3 separate regions of the Zea mays genome follow, and all the other regions are linked to region 2. The links are chromatin contacts, called in public Hi-C maps. All regions are on one chromosome and are shown on one strand. Each heading gives the region's core, a stretch centred on a gene start, on an enhancer-like site or on the middle of the called end of the contact. The rest is flanking DNA. Distances are from core to core; before and after follow the strand shown.

What was found. Hi-C and Micro-C count contacts between places; a contact is called where the count stands out from the background.
Region 1: a Hi-C map of endosperm shows a contact between it and region 2, with 3 times the contacts expected there. The contact joins the promoter of LOC100191736 here to the promoter of LOC100193864 in region 2. A contact is called at or near these places in 4 of 25 Hi-C or Micro-C datasets (ear, endosperm, leaf and 1 more).
Region 3: a Hi-C map of ear shows a contact between it and region 2, with 9 times the contacts expected there. The contact joins the promoter of LOC100191957 here to the promoter of LOC100193864 in region 2. A contact is called at or near these places in 8 of 25 Hi-C or Micro-C datasets (ear, endosperm, leaf and 2 more) and 1 of 3 datasets of contacts at active chromatin or transcription factors (leaf).

Annotation. Positions count from the first base shown.
Region 1 is chr2:190,342,092-190,346,119 of Zm-B73-REFERENCE-NAM-5.0, reverse strand. It overlaps LOC100191736, which reads left to right and starts at 2,242. Exons shown (of 9, transcript NM_001155169.2): 1 at 2,242-2,597; 2 at 2,819-3,075; 3 at 3,169-3,223; 4 at 3,313-3,393; 5 at 3,484-3,580; 6 at 3,668-3,735. The coding sequence starts at 2,403. LOC111590834 (a long non-coding RNA gene) reads left to right here. Exons shown (of 4, transcript XR_002749972.1): 3 at 3-92; 4 at 206-1,024.
Region 2 is chr2:190,143,565-190,147,435 of Zm-B73-REFERENCE-NAM-5.0, reverse strand. It overlaps LOC100193864 (Alpha carbonic anhydrase 4), which reads right to left and starts at 2,345. Exons shown (of 6, transcript NM_001138944.1): 1 at 2,202-2,345; 2 at 1,843-2,057; 3 at 1,657-1,763; 4 at 1,470-1,584; 5 at 1,149-1,373; 6 at 626-1,038. The coding sequence starts at 2,289. The coding sequence ends at 931.
Region 3 is chr2:190,293,572-190,297,329 of Zm-B73-REFERENCE-NAM-5.0, reverse strand. It overlaps LOC100191957, which reads right to left and starts at 2,389. Exons shown (of 5, transcript NM_001137381.1): 1 at 2,036-2,389. The coding sequence starts at 2,270.

The sequences.
Region 1 (4,028 bases), core at 993-3,492, 200 kb before region 2:
AGTACAGGAAAAGTAGGAACGGGAGACAGAGGTAGACGAATCGATCGAGAGTTTGGATGGAGCCCATCCATGTTAGAAAAATGTGACATCAGGTTGGACTTGGACCTCATAAAAAAGAAGATTTTCTTTTGCGTCTATCCCCATTCAGGCTTTCACTCCCTTAGTCGTAACTGTTGTAACTCTATGGATTATTTTTCTTCTTCAGCTGCCAGTAGCCTTCGTCCTGAAGCTCCTTGGCGGTTGTCATTCCAACAAGAACGAACCAACAGGGAGGTGCGGGGGATGCAAGAGAAACACTATCGTCTGCACTGCACAGGTCAGGCCGCCGTAGGCTGTGGGCGAAACGAAAGCTATCCAATCTGGCAGACTGATGACTCACTGGCTGAGTGGCAGTGATCGATTCCGGGAATACCCGATGAATTATTGGTAGTAGGTGGTGGGGGAAACGTCTGCCGCCGCCTCGTTCCTGGGCAGAATGATCGCAAATTCGCAAGTCTTCCCCTCCCTCCCAAGCGCAGGAGGTATTATAGTACGCCGAGCGGGCGAGGAGCCGGGAAGCCGCCGGGAAAAGGCACGCCGACGCCGGCAGCTGCACGGCCTTTCAGAGAGAGCGGAGGCCCGCCTTTACTCTCCGTTGCCTTTACCCTCCCTCCGCTTTAGTGCGATGCGTCGTCGGACGTAGGCGCTGATGCAACGCAACTTTCATGGCGCGCGCGTGTTAGCAGACGGTTTTCCATGGAGCGCGTGTTTGATTCGAATTCGAATGAATGCAAATACCTCAGCAGTCGCAGTCGCAGTCGCATGATCAACTTTCAGCAAAGTCGTTAAACTGTGGCTAGCTCTCTCTCTCTCTCTATATATCCGCAAAACGCTTTTTTACCGTCGTCGACTGTTCAGCTAAAGGTCATCATCATCATCATATCTGGAACGCGAGCCTGCTGAATCGACGAGACACGAAGACGACGACACGCGACCTTGGCCCGCCTCCTTTCGCATGCGCTTCGCCGGTCCACGGCCCATCTCTACGCCCAGTCGCCAGGACACACGCGCGACAGGGAACGATCGCGGATCTGTACAGCCGATCGCACTAGTCTAGAACGATTTTGCCCAGCCTGGGACTGGGACTGGGAGCACCTGTCATGGAAAGGTTAGTCGGCTAGCAGTACAAGCCCACAAAGTACATTGTCACGTTTTGTCGGCTTCCATTCGTCCTGTTTCGCGTCTGTGGATCTCTCTCTATTGTTTTTTAACTCGCCTTTCTACGTACAATTTCGACTGCCTGAGCATTAGAGCATACATGCTCGTTTGACTCGGTAACAAATAATAGAACATAATGTTACGTGCTATTGTGTTACGGCCTTCATAGTTCATAACGGTTTCTGACCGAGCTCGGATTGCGTTTGCTACGGGTTACCACTTACCAGTACCTTGTAACAGAGACAGGGGCCCTAATTTGTGGAAGCCGTGGGGAACAGCCTCAAATTGCTTGTCGCTCCTAGGCTCCGTATTCAATAAATCTGCAATAGATTTGATATCCACTATAGATCTACAAAATTTGTGTAGCTGATATTCTAGCTCTAGTTATATATGCCTCCGGACATTTTAGTTAGAACTACGTAGCCCTCCGGATAGAAGTCACACGTCCATGTATGCCTCCTCAGATGACGCGAAGAAAAAAAAAACATAGAGCACGGCTACTCGGCTAGGCGTGGCGACGGCGCAGCCGGGCTTGAGGCCCCGCGCGCGATGGCCCATGGCCCTGGCGGCTGGCGCGACCGGCGGGGCTCGTGGCGGCATGTGGCCCTAGTGTAGTCAAGCCTATCCACAGACGACTAGCGTTGGGCAGGACAGGACCATTCGGGGCGACGAGCTCTACGGGATGGCGCGAAGGGATGGGATCGGCGTGCTCGTCGGCCATGGCTGGGCCGGGCGTCGGAGAGAGGCGAGGCCAGGGAGGAAAAGGGCCGGGTAAAAGAGGACGACGGAAAATAATTTAGAATGAACGGGTGGCAATTCTCTCTCCAACCATACTAAATTTGAGTTCGTCTTGCATCCTCTAATAAAGAGTTTTACCAAAATAGTAAACTGACCTTCAAATCTATCGTTTTGGTAAATTAGAATTTAACGAATCTAGAATGTTTGGTTTTTTTTAAACAAAATAAAGTTATTTTCAATGAATGTAGAGGAAAATATTATATATAGACCGCTGGCAAACAGACACTAAACTCTATGGAGGTGGAGGCCAAATCCGATAATCTACCAGTGGGCCCTGGTTGACAGCCCAACGCACGGCTCTCCTGTGCGCCTCCGATGCCGTTTCCCCGAAGCAAAGGGAGACGAAAGCTCAAAAGGTCCCCCCGCTTCCTGTGGTCCACGCACGCACGCAGGCGGCGGTGGTGCCCATGGCTTCGTGGCTGTTGCTCCCCTTCTCCTCCTTCCCGTGGCCTCCCCCGCCCCCACCAGGCTCCTCCTCCGGCCGCGGCGGCGATGGCGGCGGAGACGGCGGCGATTGGAGGCCGACCGTCGTCGCAGCCTTCGCAGGCGTGCAAGTCGGCCGCGCTCTCCGCCGCCGCTTCGCCGGCCTCCTCCGCTCACCGGTACCGTGCCTCGCCTCGCCTTCCATTTCGTTGTAACTTGGGATGCACACCATGATAGCGTCTACTTAGTCTGTTCCCAACCAAACAGGCCTCAGACCCTCAGTCTGTTGTTGACTGAGCTCTCACGCTCTTTGTTCATTGGATGGCGATTTTTGTGTGTGTGTGTGTGTGCGCGCGCGCTCGATCAAATACTTAATGTCAAGTGAACCTTTCTACTCTAGGAGGTGCGACATCTTGATGCCTTGCCGAAAATGGGTAGCTTTTGGTTTGAAGGATCAGAATCGCTTGCGACATTCCACATTCTTGGCGCGATAGGGATTGTGTTCTCTGCACCTTATGTTTGCAGCTCTGCTCTGTTCAGTGGGAACGGGTCAGGGGGTAGATACATCAGCAACGGGAAGTTGTTGTCCAGACGGCCTCGTGGAATCGATTCCAAGAAGAGGCTCTGGACTAATGTCCTTCTTGCTCTTAATGTCCTGTAAGTCGGTGGACAATTTGAGTTTATGTGATAGTAGCTCCAATCCTTTGGTACATTTGTTGTTTAACACCCTTCCTTTTGCTCTCAACGAAGGGCTTATGTCGCTCAGGTAGCATCACAAGGAAAGCTTCTCATGTGGGGAGCCAAGGTTTGTGTCTTGGTTGGAATTTCTGTTTCAGTTATGCGCTGTTGATTTTGTTAACCTAATACAGTTATGACCATCATTTGCAATGAAAGATCAACAGTCTGATTGATAGAGGGCAATTTTGGCGTTTGGCAACATCATCTCTACTTCATGCAAATCTCACCCACCTTGCAGTATGTTTTTATGTTTGAATTGGGTTTTATATTTCATAGAAAAAATATCAGCTAACTTCCTACCTGTTGGATGTTGTCATAATGATGCAGTTCAATTGTTTCTCTTTGAACTCTATTGGGCCCATGGTTGAAATGTTAAGTGGTCCTAGAAGATATCTAGCTGTTTATTTCAGTTCGGCGCTGGCAGGTGTTTGTTCTTAACCTTTTGGATTGGATGGTAGTGCCCTGATCTTAAGTTATCACTGTTATTAATCAATTCTTGGAACATAAATAGGTTCACTGATGAGCTACCGTTTTAGTGCGTCACCTGCTGTTGGTGCGTCAGGTGCCATTTTTGGATTGGTATGTCTATTTTGCCGCTACATATGATAGGACTTGTTTGTCACACTTGTGGTCATTACCCAGTGCCAGAATCATGTTAACCCTATAATATGGCATAATTCATTAGCAATGTGAAACTACAAACTTCTCCCTTTGTTCCAAATTATAGTTCACTTTAGATTTGTCATGAGTCAAACTTCTCTAACTTTTACCAGCTTTGTAGAATATACACAAACATCTATAATATAAAATTAGTTTAATTAAATTCTCCATAACTCATGTATTGATAGCGGACTTATATGAACTTATCCATG
Region 2 (3,871 bases), core at 1,096-3,595:
TGGCAGATGGGATGGGAGTATGGGACTCAATCACTCTACCACTTTGGAGCTATTCACATGTTCTGTTGTTGTCTCCGTCTTGTTAGGGTTTCACCGGTGGTTGTGTGCCTATGTAGCTAGACTAGGCTCGCGAGGTAGGTCGGGCTTTGCTTGTTAAGAACCGACCTAAAATGTTGGCTCAATTCGTGACTCATTTCAAACGAGTCGAGTCGAGCCGAGCGTCTAATGAGTCGTGAATGTGTTATCGAGCCACGGGTTTTTTATCTAGGTCTAATTAGGAACCACATTAGCTTATTAAGAGTAGTTACTGTGCATCCATCATTCTCATTAGCCTTGATCAGATGAAGTGAGGGTTTACATGTATTACTCTTGGTGATCGACATCATATAGGCGGTTTTGATGGCAATTGGAAATGTGATGATCACTTAAAGAGTTTGTGAGTGACTCAAATCAAGGTTGTACACAGTTCCGAACGATTCACTGTAATGAAAAGACAAAGAACGAGCACATAAAGAGCATTTGGTCCTTATACGAACCAAAACGAAGCGATACCCTTACACAGGTGGTCCAATGAGATCTAGAGAGGAGTATCGAGCCTTTGATACTTGGCAATTCCTCATAATGTCTTTAAACATTTATATTTAAGCAATTCTTTCAAGTATTTACATTACTAAAATTATGGTAGTAGTATAGGAGTGGAACTTAGTGTGTAAAACTTCTGTTTACACAAAGATGGCATGCCTGTTTAATTTGCATCGAGACATCAATTCGCCAAAGATTTTCAACCCATACTCTCGGGAGGGTGAGCTACTGTTCTAACCTGTTTCACCAAAGAAACTGTCAATACTCAGCACACGAGCTTTCGAGTATATATAGGAAGCCGAACAAAGAAGCATCGTGGTACGTCTTCAAGGCTCACGTTCTCCTCGATCAGGTTGCTTCTGGCGCCGGCGCCGGCGCCGGCGCTTCTGTGGCTCCTGCTGCTTTGTAGTAGCGAACAACGCGGCTGTTGATTTTCTGAGCCGGCCGTGCATTTGCCTCCACCGACGTACGTAAAATGAGAAATAAACAATAAGGAGAGACGACAAGGGGTTTAGGATCACTCTGCTTTGCTCAGCGTTCTGTCGGTGACCTAGCTAGCTACGTACCTCCTTCACCGACTCGATGGAGTGGATCTCCTCCTTGGATGCATCTGCTACCTTGCTCATGATAGTCCAAAGCACTCCTTGAGTGCAGGGTGGGGTTGTAAGCGAGCCCTCGTACCCGTAGTATCCAGAGGCCTTGTCTATCCAGGCTGCCGGATCGACGACGGGGCCCTTCACTTCCTCCGTGCCGTTCTGTTTACCAGCGAGCCTCTCGAAGTAGGGCTTGAGCTGCGTTGTGGTGTTAATTAGTAGCATCCAGCTAGCGTCTATATAGCGAGGTCATCGTCGTCATCTTCTTAATTTGCAGGCAACGTACGTACGTACATCGCGGAGCAGCTTGCTGGACTTGCCTGCTTTGGCGCTGAACAGCACCGCGACGACGGCTTTCGACTTGGCGTCGGTGGAGTCCTCGTGGACCATGTGCATCTCCGCGTCAAAGCTTCACACCCCAACAAGCAGGTGAGAAAGATTGATGAATGTAATGGGGGCAGTGAGTGAAACCAATCCTCACCGGGTGCCGTTGACGGTGTGCTCAGAGGGAACGTGCCAGTGCACCTGCTTCAGCTTGTACTTCTTCCCTTCGATTGTCAGGCCGCCGTTCCCTCCTGTCCAGTTCAGCTACACCCAAGAAGACAACAAATTGGACAAATGTTCACAACGGGATTATATGGGGGGGTGGGGGCTCATCTGATCTGACCATGAAATCGTGGAGTCTGTTGTGCATGACGGCGTCGCCAGGCTCGTAGGTCTGCTGCAGCGGGTCTAAATCCTCAGAGACCTCCACCTTGGCGACGTCGATCGGGGACTGCTCGGTGCCGCTGTCACAGACATCCCAGTCCTTCTGCAATGTGGCCCATTTTGTAGGCCCGGTCGGGTCACCCTCCCTGTAGCTGAAGGATGACTGGGGTGTGGCTGCACGATAATCAAACGTAACCGAGAGCTAGCATATGGTCAGATTTATCTTATGATGGCCAAGATGAAACGGGACAGAGATAGAGAGACATCGATTTGAGTTTCAGGACAATTTAATGGACAATTTGGTGCTCCAGGACTTACTGCCCACTGCCGACGCATACCGCGCGCACAAGGCGACGATCGCAAAGGTGATGGCGGCCAGCGCTACGTCGTCCCGTCGCCGAGCCATCGCCGCTGCAGATCGTCGCCGTGGACACAAATAGCGGGCGGGCGCCGGCGGTGTGCAGAGCCAGAGCCAGAGCCAGAGGCCGTGTCCGTGTGCGCTTACGTACGGGAGGGCCGCCTTCAAAATAGGAGAGGGATGAATGGCCTTGGCCTCACATCGCCTATGGAGTATTTTTGGGCTACTAACTATATATGTTGTGTACGCTGTAGGCCATCTTCGTTATTGTGGCATATGCGACAAGTGAACGAATTAATTAATTCCAAGAGATTTTGTGCCTTTATTTATGCAAAAGGGATATTGGGTTAGCTGACAACAAACAAACATAACCCTTTTTATATATATATGCGTGACCGGAGGAACGAACTCGGTTCGTTATGTCATTCATATATGTGAGCGACGGGGCGGATGAATGAGCAGGCAGTGGCAGAGGGGACGGCTCGGCCGAGGGCAGAAGCCACAATGGCGAGGAGGAGGCGGCGGCGCATGTCGAGATGCTGGCATCGGAGGGAAGAGAGCGGCGGCGGAAGGAAAAGAACGAGCGCTATAGGATGCGGCGCTAAGCAGACACCATAGTCTATAGCACCGAACAAATGGTTAAAAAATGAAATTTAACATGAAATTTCTTCAAAAAAAAGGATCAAAATAAAAAAATCGGACGCCAGTAGGATACGAACAGTTAGCACTGATTTGGTGATCAGGGATCTCAAGAGAATCTATGGGAAGAAATCCCCTTACAATTCAATTTTAAATAACAAAAGAATTCCTCCCCATGGATCCCCTCAGAATCCCTGATCACCAAATCAGTCCTTACGTTTCTTGGGTTTTTAAAATATTTTTTTGTTGGTTTTCCTGGCACAGGAAAGAAATAATAGTGAAGCCCAGCCTAGTTTCCTACTGGAGAGTTGGGCCAAGGCGGATAGTGGGCCGCAAGCCGAACTTATTCATAGCTCACAGCCTAAGAACACAGAGGCAGTGCCGTAGGTGAGTGTTGGCCCAAGGCAGGCTTGTGGGCCGCTCGCAGAACCTAGTCACGGCTCATAAGCCATAACCTAGAAACTCCCTCCGACCAGCGCGCCACCTTGCGGCCCCCGGCACGGCTGGCGTCACGCCATTGAAGGCGCCGCATCTATGGTCAGGTCGGGAGCCGCGTCTTATCATAACTCATCATCATCGCCTTGTTGTTGCAGCAGCGGCAGCGATGCCTGCCAGCATCTATCTTGGCCAGGCCACTGCTCTGCTGCTGCCTGCTGCGTGATGGTGCGCCTACTGTTCCATGCCTGCTCGCTATAGCTCTACGCTCGCGATGCTTTGCCACAGTGACGGACGCATGCAGTTGCAGAGGCCATGCATATCATATCGCTGTGTTGCAGTTGCAGGGGCTTGGGGGGTTGCGATTCTAGTAACTGCGACTGCGAGCGAGCACGTTGGTTGTTTGTCTGTACTCGGCGAGATTCCAGTCGATCTTGCGAGCCACTGCTCCCTCAGTTCAAAATACACACACACACAGAGACCGTAATACTAGATTGTGGACGAAAGGAGCGAGTAATATGATAGGGATTGTAATCTTGTGTTTTGGACGGAGAGA
Region 3 (3,758 bases), core at 1,140-3,639, 150 kb before region 2:
CTGCTTCCCAGGACCGGCAGCTCCCTTCTCTCCCTTCTTCACCCTTCTCTCTCCCTCCGACACCCTTCTCTCTCTCTCTCTCTCTCCCCCCCCCCCCCCCCCTTGGAGGCTTGGGCACTCCTATCTCACAGGCGGCTACCCAGGGACTGGAGATTAGCACCTCTTCTGAAGGTACCTATCTCAATCTTTTCTCATTGTTGTTCGGTTCAGAGTTCAGTGATTTAGTCTACAGAGCTCCTGTCTTGACTCTTGAATCTTGATCATGTTGTTGTTCGGTTCAGAATTCAGACTTCAGTTCAGAGCTACTGTCTTGACTTCAGAGCTCATGTTGTTGGTGAATGGTGATCATTTCAGGCTTGCTGCCCTGCTAATTATATTATAATCTCTATTCTAAGTATATATCTATATATAGTGTTATATATGTATATATACATATATGTCCTGGAAATATGCAGGACGACTAGGTGGACGATTAGGGTCGATCAGGGGTGACTAATCGTCCTGATCGTCGCCTAATCACGACTAATCGGGTGATTGCCCAGTCAGAACGATCAACCGATCAGGCGATCTGGATCTGAAAACACATAGAGGGAGTACCAAAAATTCACACATATAAGAGCAGCTCCAATAGTGTTAAAGAAGCTAGCTCATATGATGTTTTATTCAATAAGAAGAAAGAATGATAAGCTATCTCTTCATGAACAGCTAAGCTCACACCCTTTCCTATGACTCGTGTCTTTATGCTTACACATTTTTCTATGCCAGCATGTTAGGCCAGTCTCAATAAGAATTTTATGTGAGTTTCATCTACATTTAATAAGCTGCCACATAAGTGGTTTTTATGACATGTCGATGTTTTTAAGGAGAGAAGGAAACTCTCGATTACCAAATCTCTATGAGCCATGAAAATTAAATGTTTATGAAATCATAGAATGAAATTTTCCATTGAGAGTGAGAGTTTGAGTTTCATCCAGATTTTATTTCATTCTATATGGCATGGCAACCTTAGAAATTATGTCATGAAATTTCTCATTGATACTAGCTTTAGGCTACTCAATTTCTATCTTTTTTTTTCTTAAGTTCATATGAGCTAGCAAGTTGACCTTTTTTAGGGTGACAAACACTACAGTCAAAATCTATACGCTGCAGCACCAGAAATCAGATGAAAACACATAGGTTACATGCTACAAGCATAGACAGAAAGAAGGTCATCATATGTACTTAGGGGGGTGTTTGTTTGGGATTATAATCTGCCCAGATTATATAATCCAACAAACAAATTTGTTGGATTATATAATCTGGGCAGATTATAATCCCAAACAAACACCCAAATTTGTTGGATTATATAATCTGGGCAGATTATAATCCCAAACAAACACCTCCTAAGTTGATCCAGCCATCCATCCAGGTGTAACATCTTCAGAGACATCGGTGAGAGAGAATTTCTGGAATTTTGAGATCTACGGATTCTAAAAGCCATCTTCTACCCAAAAAGGTAGTTCGATGCCATTTCCAAGTGCCCACATCAATTTTGAATCAAAACATGCAAGTAAAGGTAAGCAGGTGATCCCATGTCTCAGCATGATTCAGAACTTTAAAACTACAACATAGATGAGCACCCATCCATTCTAAATTGTAAGTCAGTTTTAGCTTTTCTAGATTCATAGTTTTTAGTACGTATCTAGACATAATGTATTTCTAGATGTATATCAAAAAAGCCAAAAATGATTTACAATTTGGAATGGATGGAGCAACACTAAAGCACACTCCCTGACAATCGCACCCGTAGCATGAAACGACGAAATTGACTAGGAAATCGCGCGAACCTTAGCTCAACGGAGGTGGAATCGAAGAACCCAGCACCCATGCCGCGATCTGGCAGCGGTAATTTGTCGATATATCCCATCCACCCGCCTCCCCACTAGACCTAAAACCGAACTCGCAATTTAAGAGCTGCCCCGACTAAACCCGCGAATCCCCAAACCCTCGCACTAACGGCTACCGCAACACAAGTCACAAGAGTCCGAGAAATTACCAGCGAGCACGTCGTGGTCGTCTGAGAGGTACCCCTGCTGGCGCGAGGGCACGAGCAGGAACAGCACCGGTATGAGCACCCCTGCCGCGAGCAGGAGCACGAAGACGCACCGGAACGAAACCGCCCGCCCGATCGCGCCGAAGACTCGCCCTCCCCATGGGCCACCGCCTCCGGCTCCGGCGATCTCGAGGCCTCCCGCGCCGCCGCCGAGCTCCACATCGAAGGGCTTCCCCATTCCGAGCGCATCTGGTTTGCTCGCTCACCCCAACGCTCCTCAAGTCCTCCTCCTCCTCGCCACCACCGCCGTGTCCGTCACAGACGGACCCGCGCCTGCGCCTACGATCTAGTGAATCGTGCCGGCGCCGGTGCCCGGGTCCCTCGCTTCAGTTTCCGCTTCCGGTTCCGGCTGGGCGGCTGGTGCGAGTGACCAACAACTGTCAGTTGAGTTGGAGAAGATGGACGCTCCTCGTGTTTTGGACATTTGGTTTACTAGTGCTTTTTTTTCTCCGGCGACGCTACTCGACCGACATGTGCTCTCGCTGTCAGTCTCTGGCAAAATATACGGAGAATTGTGCATTTCGCACTTTGGTGTCTTTTCGCTTGCTTAGTGCATAATCCAGACGGCATTTCAGAAACGAAATATTCGTGCTCGTTCAGGCGTCGCAATTTTCTTCTTTCCAAATTGCACGTTCCAACTTTAACCACGAGCGAAAATCCCACCGCTCCTCGCCAACGCGCCGCGCATGTGCGGACAGGTGGCTCGCCAGGGTGCCTGCCAATTTCTTTTCGTTTCCATTAAAATAATAGTCACTTGTCAACTGGAAGGGATCGTGTAAGGCTCGTCAGTGACTTAGCTAGAATTTTTCCATTAAGTTTGCTATAATAAAACTTTTATAAATAATTTAATATAATCCACAAATTATATGGTATATAATTCAGAATATAAAGATAACTATAGTATATGAAACTATAGATTTAACTTTTAAGGCCAAATATAATATAAAATTGTCTAAACACCAAACACAAAATACACTGATGGTGTTAGGGTTTTTTCTAGATATCGGTGGACTAGTGATCGGGTGGACTGGTGTATGTCACGGCCTATCTAGACCACCCATTAGCTATGCCCTGAATCTTATAGAGGTGAGAACGGTTGGAAAAAACTGGTATTTTCACGGATCCCTTTACCAAAATTTATTATTTCTGGATTTATCAAGATATACGAAAAATGGTATGAAATTGTGATGAGATGTTTCGAAAACGGAACAACAAATTGTGTCGACATCTCTACTATTCGTTTTCGGATTTACCGAGAAAATCCGATAATATAATTTCATTTCAGCGTCCACGTTTGTTCCATCTCTTTATGTGAACTAGGAGAATTTATATGTGATATTTATCTTTTTTAGATATCATATAAGATATATCAGGTGATTTAGACCTCATGACCGAGGGTCTATAGCCCATGTATCGTGTGTTTAAAATTTATGTATTGTATGGTTAAAAGTTATGAGCGGACATATATGATCAATTATGTGTCATCGAGACTATATATTGTGTATTTGTATGGTTAATATTTGCATATGGATGTGAACAGTTATGTGGTTCTGACTTATTTATTGTGTGCTTTCTGATTTAAGTTAACATTTCCAAATCGATTTTGAGATATTTTTTCCAGATTTTTTTGTTTTTGAAATACCGAAATTTACTAACTGTAATTTGT